2 separate regions of the Ovis aries genome follow, and region 1 is linked to region 2. The links are chromatin contacts, called in public Hi-C maps. All regions are on one chromosome and are shown on one strand. The core of a region is the stretch at or near the end of the contact, and the rest is flanking DNA. Distances in the headings are between cores, read along the strand shown.

Region 1 (3,717 bases), core at 621-3,120, 65 kb after region 2:
GCTTACAGGCTCTCTATTTGTGCTAGAACTCTAAGGAGATGATAGCCAAACATGGTACTCACCAGCTTGCAGACCGCTCTGCAGGGCAATGATTTTCTGCTGTTGTTGATCAATTAGGTTTGTTAATGCTTTCACATGCTTCAAGGTAAGTTCAAGAACCACTGCTTTTTCCAAGTGACCCAAAGTCTGGAATAAAAAGAGCCTCCGTCAGCAGTGAGCTCAGAGAAGTCCCACCTCTGGGATACTAATTAGCCATGAGATTCATCAGTCGCCTGGGCTACACTTCATGGGGTCGCAAGAGTCAGACACCACTAAGCGACTAAACCACCACCACCGAATGTCTCTAAAGGGGGATAAAAAGGTCTGTTCCTGGTTGGCTAAATTAAGTTTTAAGTTTATAGATGATGTTTAAAAATATGTATATATGCATATATTTTTGATTAGAGGACAGCAAACAAGTGTACCCCATCTTTGGAGGCATTTTGGAAGCAGCAGCTAGCTCAGGAGAAAGCTTTGACAGATAAATTTTTCCAGCAGCCGTTGCTGACCTTAACTCAGGGGAATCCAGAGATAACATTTCTCTGCAGTGGTGTCAACCCTAGTAGAGACTTCTACTGTGTCTGGCAGCCAAGAGGCTTTCCCTAGTTTCTTTCCTGACACCCTGTCATAACTTCTAGCTCATCTACGCTTTTTTGTTCCTTCCTAAATACTATTTTCTCCTAAATACTATTTTTCTCTTCTTTCCCCAACCAAAGGTTGCCAATCTAGTAAGCTATTGACAATCGCCAAGAAAGGACAGGACGTAAAAAAAAAAAAAAAAAAGACACATCAAAACAAGTCCTCTTATTTTAAAAAGGGATGTGGGGAAGGGGGTAAAAAAAAAAAGTGGGTTGCTGGATTTGCTCAATGTGAGAAAAGGAGAACCCGGAGAATCACCTTAAACTCTAGCAAAGGAAGGCCGGCTGGTGTTGGTGCCAAGCTGGACAAGTACAAATGATTCTTATCTTATTTGCACGAGGTTGCCAGAAAATTCTGAGACTGGAGAAGGGTACCCCCAAACAGAGCCAGCCACTAGCTAGGATCCAGCCATCTGGTCTGCAGTTCCTGGCGGAGCCTGCAGGCGGCGGGTGACCCTCGCCCGCCCTCTGGGCAGAGGAGCTGGTTTGGAGAGGGGCCAGCTTCTCACTTACTGTAAGTTTGAGATGTTCGGGGAGGAGATCCTTCAGCTGGGCGATGCACTCGTTAATCCGGTCACGTCTCTTTTTCTCGATGAGCCGGTGCGGCAGTTTGTAGGTTTCCTGCAAAGCGCACGGAGAGATGGTGGGCGCGGGAGGAAGGAGGTGAGAAGCGCTTCTCCTTTCCCACCCCGCGGCAGAAGAGTCTCGGCAGTGGAGCAGAGTCACACCCAGAACCCTATCTGCCCCTTCTTCTCCAAGCCACTCAGTAGAGGCACAGGGCCCACACCTTGCATACCTCCCTCCAACGTTAAAGTGAGAAAACTTTTATTGGAAACTCAGCGCGTGCGAGGGCCTGGGGTCCACAGGGGCGCGGTGCTCTTACCTTGCTGTCCTCGCTCCGCTTTATTCCCCGCCTCGACTTGTACACTTGGTACATATGGGCAAAATCCATCCTGCAGGGAGAGGGACGAGGAAGGGTCATGACTTGCGCATCGGTTGCAGGAGCCCTGACTGGCAAGAACCCCCGGATGCACCCAGAACTACTTGGAGTTGAAAGCCGCGTAGAAGGCAGGACTGGAGTTGAGGCTTGAAGGGGCCAGGGGTGCCAACTTACCCTGGTAGGTCTCCGGGCTCCAGTCCTGGCGCTTTGGGCAGGCAAGTGGGGGGCGGTTGCGCGCTGGGGATCCGCTCCATTGCGCTGCGAGCCGGGGCCACTCTGCGCTCCTGTCTGCAGTGGCGGAGCGTCGGGTGAGGACTGTCGTGGAGGAGGTTTCGGGGGTCTCTCCGCAGGGCTTCCACTGAGTCAGAGCTCTCTGAAATCCGCTGGGCTGCGAAGAGCTGCGGCTTTGAGGTGCTGCTTCAGTTGGGGGCGTGCATGGTGTACCCGCGGCCTCTGGCTCCGGCTCTGCGCACAGACTGGCGGTGTGTGCTCCCAGTGCCGTCTGCACGGTGCGAGCCAAGTGAATGAGAAGTGGGGCGGGCGGGGAGGCGGGAGGGAGGGGGGGTGCGGTTAGGGCGGAGTGGGGGGGGGGATGGTGGGGGAGAGCCGAGGAGTAATGGAGAGGCTGCGGGCTGGGTTAAATGGGAGCGAGTGGGTGGGTTGGAGCTACGTGTTCTACCCTGTGACTCCAGGCACGTCTGGCCGCTGCCGGGGAGGGAAGGAGCGACCTGCCCGCCCTCCCCCGGCTTCATCACATGAGTCTCACGTGTTGGACAACGCTCCCGCGGCTGCGAGGGAGCCCCCACCCCCCAGCCCCGGCCCCCAGGTGTCTGCGGCTGCCTTTCCCCGAAGAGGGGGTTGGCAGGGCAGTCTGGGTCCTGCCTAGCTGGGCGAGGGGCGCGGAAGCTGGAAGGGGCTAGGGAGCCGGGGAGGTGGTGGGGGGAGGTTGGTAACGTGGGCGAACCTGCCCCAGGGAAATGAAGTAAGTTCCCGTCTCCTGGGAGGGAACGGGGGAGGACGGATCCGCCCGCGTCTGACTCAAGCCGGGAGAGGAATATCCCCTCGCTCGCTCCAGCCCAACCCTCTTCCTCCTCCTCCCCCCGCGCGCCCGCTCGGAGGAACCAGCGCGCAGCAGAGGGAGTCGCCCGGCCCCCCTGCCTTCCCCAGAGGCTGGGGTTTCTTTCCGCGCCGGCTTCCCTGCCCCCACCCCTCGGCCCCGAGTCCAGGAATCGCCCGCCGTGGGGAGGGGCCGAGGAGGGCGGGGCGGATGTCACCCCATGGGAAGCGGGCTGGCAGCCAAGCGCAGGGGCAGGCGAGGCCGCCGCGGAGCACGCTGCGCGCACCTGACCCGCTAGGCTGTGCGCCGCGGTCCCTGGCTCCTTTGGAGCTGTGCTCCCGGGGCGCAGTCTGCGTGCCGGCGGACACTCACTTGCGCACCCCCCAGGGTGCCCCAGTGCCCCCACCCCCCTCCCCGGCCCACACTTAGGCTGATCAAGCACAGAAAGAGACCGGGCGCGGTGCCCTGCGTTTCCTCCCTCCTCTGCCCCCACTGGAGCAGAGGCGCCCGGGTCCCCTCCCCTTGGGCTGCAACGTTACACAACCGCGGCAGCGGCGCTTGCCCTGCGGCAGCGCGGGGCGTGACACTTCACCTGGCCTGGGCTTGGGCCGCAGAGCTCCTGACAGAGCGCCCTTCTGCCCTGGCCGGGGACCAAGACCCCCGAGCACAGGAGCTCCCGGGGGTCGGGGTCGTCCATCTCCCCCTGCCGGGGACTTCTGCGGCGCAGTGTGCGGTCTGCAGCCGGGGCAGGATGGAAAAGAGAGACTTGGAAAAACTGCCCATCACGCTGACGTCTTAGCGTTCATTCACTCGACAAGTGTTGGTTGAGCCCCCTACCCTGTGCCCGGCGTTGTGCTTAGATACGCTGCCAGATACACTGTAGGTGAATGGAACACAGATGCTGCTCTTGAATTCACAGGAACCTCTGAGGAGGGCTTACCCTGGGAAATGAGGGGAAGGCAGTACTGGGAAAATTGTATCGGTGCTGCTGGTGAAGAGAAGGGAGAAGATAAGATAGAAAGTGTGGGCTTAAAAAAATTTTT
Region 2 (3,740 bases), core at 613-3,112:
TAGGTGGAGAAAGAAATGGCAACCCACTCCAATGTTCTTGCCTAGAGAATCCCGTGGACAGAGGAGCCTGATGGTCTGCTGTCCATAGGGTCGCACAGAGTCGGACACAACTGAAGTGACTTAGCAGCAGCATTAGCAGCATTCCTAGGAAGCATGCTGCTAAGTCACTTCAGTCGTGTCCGACTCTATGCAGCCCCATAGACGGCAGCCACCAGGATCCCCCGTCCCTGGGATTCTCCAAGCAAGAACACTGGAGTGGGTTGCCATTTCCTTCTCCAATGCGTGAAAGTAAAAAGTGAAAGTGAAGTCTCTCAGTCGTGTCCAACTCTTTGCGACCCCATGGACTGCAGCCTTCCAGGCTCCTCCATCCATGGGATTGTCCAGGCAAGAGTACTAGAGTGGGGTGCCATTGCCTTCTCCTCCTAGGAAGCATGGTGCCTATTAAAACCCATGCTGGTGTTTGTGTTTGTATGAAAAAAAAAAAGAAAAAGTTAAGATCTGTGCTCAAATAATAAAAAAAATAAGTTCTTAAACTATATCATTGTTGGGACGTTTCAAATCTTGAGGGGACACAAGACAGCTCTTTGCCCTACAGTTCTGTCTCATACTGGTCCTCAAAGCCAGGAGGATGTGAGACTTCCTCATCTCCATCCCCACAGCACTGCAATCCTTGTGAAAACTAAAAGCACTGTCACCAGGAAACACCCTCTGAGGATGATGCCATCCGCTTTGAGAAACACTTCCTTGAAGTCACAACTCTTAGGAGAACTTCAGGCCTTCAGGTGATTCTTTGGGTTCCTACAGTGCCTACTGTGTCCCCTGTCACCCAGTTGGGAGTCAGTGTCAGCAGCAGGCCAGTGGAGGGAACTGGGCCAGCAGATGGCAGGGACCGAGAGAAGCCCTGCCTGTGAGAACAGGAAGGTGAGCTGCAGCCACAGGAAAGCATGGAGTGTGGAGGACCCACAAGACATCCATAAGACAGGGCCCCAGCTGTAGAAGAATCACAGTCTGAGGACACTTCCAAAACTTCAGAGAGAAAGAGGAATGGAAGGCGCTGGTTAGAAACCTGGGCCTTGGGATCAGACAGATTCAAATCCCAGCCTTGCTACCACTGCCAAGTGTCACTTTGGGCCAGTTGCTTAGCTCCTCTTTGACTCAGTCTTCTCATCTCTAAAATGGGCACCAATGGCAGTCCCTACGGCACGGGGCTCTTCTGGGGGTGAGATAGGATCAGAGCGACGAGGCTGAGCAAAGTGCCTGATGGCCTGCAAGCTGCTCCAGAGCAGGACTCTGTCTAGGTCTGCTCCCCTTTGTATCCAGAGAACTTGACCCAGAGAAACCACAGTTCAGCCCCGGTCCAGTGAACCAGCTCTGAACCAGCCGTGTGAAAGGTAACCATTCCCACTGTTCTGAAGGGACCAGTACTGGGGGCTGGGGTAGGAAGTGGGGACTTGGTTCTTTACTGGGAATCAGATCACAGGCAATGCAAGAGGAAGGCAGATCACCTGGGTAACACTACACCAGGGCTCCCAAAATCTCTGAGTGAGGACCGCTGTGGTCTCAGTGCTCAGGGGGCCACTGAGCTCCCAGGAAAATGGCGGGCAAACCTACCACAGGCAAAGGAGGGCAGCAGGGCCAGACAGCCACAGGGAGGAGGCCTGAGCCAGAGCCAGAGGAGCGCACTGGCCTGCAGACCCGCAACCCCATGACTGTTCCCCTCTGGGAACTGTACATGTCAGAGCTAAAAGGGGCCATGCAAAGTGAGAGGAAAGCAGGCCAGCCTTGTCTCCTCTCTGCTCCACCCCCACCACCCCGCCCCGCACCAGCTCCAGGCCACGTCACCCTTCCTTCTGTGTGCTGGACTCCAGCCATGCTGGTCATTTCCTCGTTTCTTGAAAATGCTAAGCTCCTCTACCCACATCCCCGCCAGACACTCTTTGCTTGACTGACTTCTGCTCACCCTCCATTTCTCAGTTCAAACATCACTTCCTGGGAGAGGCTTTCCCTGAACTCCCCGACAAGGTGCAATGGCCCTCTTCCTCACTCTTATCCTTACTGCCTCTAGCCTTTTCCTTCCTAGTATCTATTGCAATGACAATTTTGGTGGTAAAAAAAAATCTGCTCAATGTCTATCTCTCCAACTAGATTGGACACTCCTGAGAGCAAACACTCCATCAAGTCCATGACCCCAGATCCTGTGGTATGTAACCTGGCCCCGGTACATGGTTAGTGCTCAGTAGATATTAGGGGAAAGGAGAGAGGACCTTGAAACTCAGAGCAGGGTCACTGGGTTTCTCCTGAAAAATAATCAGATCCACAGACACACTCAACTACTGACATTCCCCAATTGAATATTCATTTGCAGCAATTTCTCACTCTATTTCTAAGCTTACCCCACAGCAAAAATGAATAGCATCCTCTCCCCCCAAACACAAGTGACTGTGGTAGCAAGTACTTGGATCTGTGTCCCCTCCTCCCTGCTGTCCGGCAAGATGCCATGAGTGATGTTAGGTGAACCATCCCTTTGATCTTGCTAGTGAGAAAATACGTTCAGGACTACATCCCAGGCAGAAATGAAAGTTGGAGGTATATTCCATATCCTGTGATAAATCATAATGGAAAAGAATATGAAAACAAATGTATTAATATATAATGTGTAACTGAGTCATTTTGTTGTACAACAGTAATTAACATTTCCTTCAATAAAAAAGAAAAAAAGCTGGAAAAACAGACTTTTTTCTTGTGCACTCCACCATCCTGCCACCTGCTGAAATCTGACGAGCAAGACACCTGAGCAGCTTTTCTGACCCGTGGTCAAGAAATCGTAGTTTGTTTCTAGAGGTCACTTCATTCTTCGCTCTTTGTTTTTCTTTCTGTATCATCACTCATGGGAAGCTCGGATCCTTTTAGGGGCTTACGGAGTTCAGGCAGAGAACAGCTGGCCCTAGAAGGCCAGCTCATTCTGAAGGAAGAAAAATGGCAATTTCCCAGCATTTCACTTCTAATAGTTCATTAGTGAAATGAAGTCGCTCAGTTGTGTCCAACTCTTTGCGACCCCATGGACTATAGCCCACCAGGGTCTTCCATCCATGGAATTTTCTAGGCAAGAGTACTGAAGTGAGTTGCCATTTCCTTCTCCAGGGGATCTTCCCAACCCAGGGATCAAACCCTGGTCTCCAGCATCGCAGGCAGAGGCTTTACTGTCTCCTCCCAAATCTCTGAATCCTCATTCTGAACCAACAAGTATGTTGTTAATTGCTTTACATAAATGATTCTATTTAATCCTCCCAGCCCCTCCAGGGAATGCTAATATCCTCTTCATTTTACAGATGAGGAAAACTGATGCCTAGAAATTTGAAGTGACCTTCAGACTCACCCAACCTGCAAGAGGTGGCTGTGGCATCAAACCTCCGTGTCTTTGCCCTCACAGCCTGAACTCTTAAGTGCTGCACTTTGTTGCAAGAATAATTGCAGCTTACAAGGTACTTTGATTGTTCAGTCAATTAATGAAGTAATAACACTAGTGAGAATAATCATAGCTAAGTGTTCAATGCAGGTTCCCTGCTATTGTTGTTGCTGTCATTATAATATGACTCATGATTTAGAAATAATGTTTTGAAGGGAGGTATAGGCCATCCCTCTGAAGATTCTTTCCTTTGTGTCCTCTGCCCGGGGTCTGGCCACAGAGGAGCTGTGTGTGTAGGACCTAAGCATTCATCAGCTGAGGTGGCCGTTGCCCA

Evidence for each region. A called contact is a pair of places that touch in the nucleus more often than the background predicts.
Region 1: a Hi-C map of liver shows a contact between it and region 2, with 2.8 times the contacts expected there. The contact joins the promoter of BHLHE40 here to the enhancer-like site in region 2. A contact is called at or near these places in 2 of 16 Hi-C or Micro-C datasets (blood and liver).

Annotation. Positions count from the first base shown.
Region 1 is chr19:21,382,331-21,386,047 of ARS-UI_Ramb_v3.0, forward strand. It overlaps BHLHE40 (basic helix-loop-helix family member e40), which reads right to left and starts at 1,871. Exons shown (of 5, transcript NM_001129741.1): 1 at 1,792-1,871; 2 at 1,561-1,630; 3 at 1,191-1,298; 4 at 63-186. The coding sequence starts at 1,871. It overlaps LOC105603426 (a long non-coding RNA gene), which reads left to right and starts at 1,225. Exons shown (of 7, transcript XR_006057022.2): 1 at 1,225-1,795.
Region 2 is chr19:21,316,864-21,320,603 of ARS-UI_Ramb_v3.0, forward strand. All of the region lies in intron 1 of LOC121817217 (a long non-coding RNA gene), which reads right to left. Among named protein-coding and RNA genes, the nearest start is that of ARL8B, 57 kb to the left of the region's middle. Within about 2 kb of position 1,863, at least 14 of the 54 cell types and tissues checked have an H3K27ac peak or open chromatin away from gene starts, as enhancers often do. A contact at or near this core is called in liver, where this site is marked.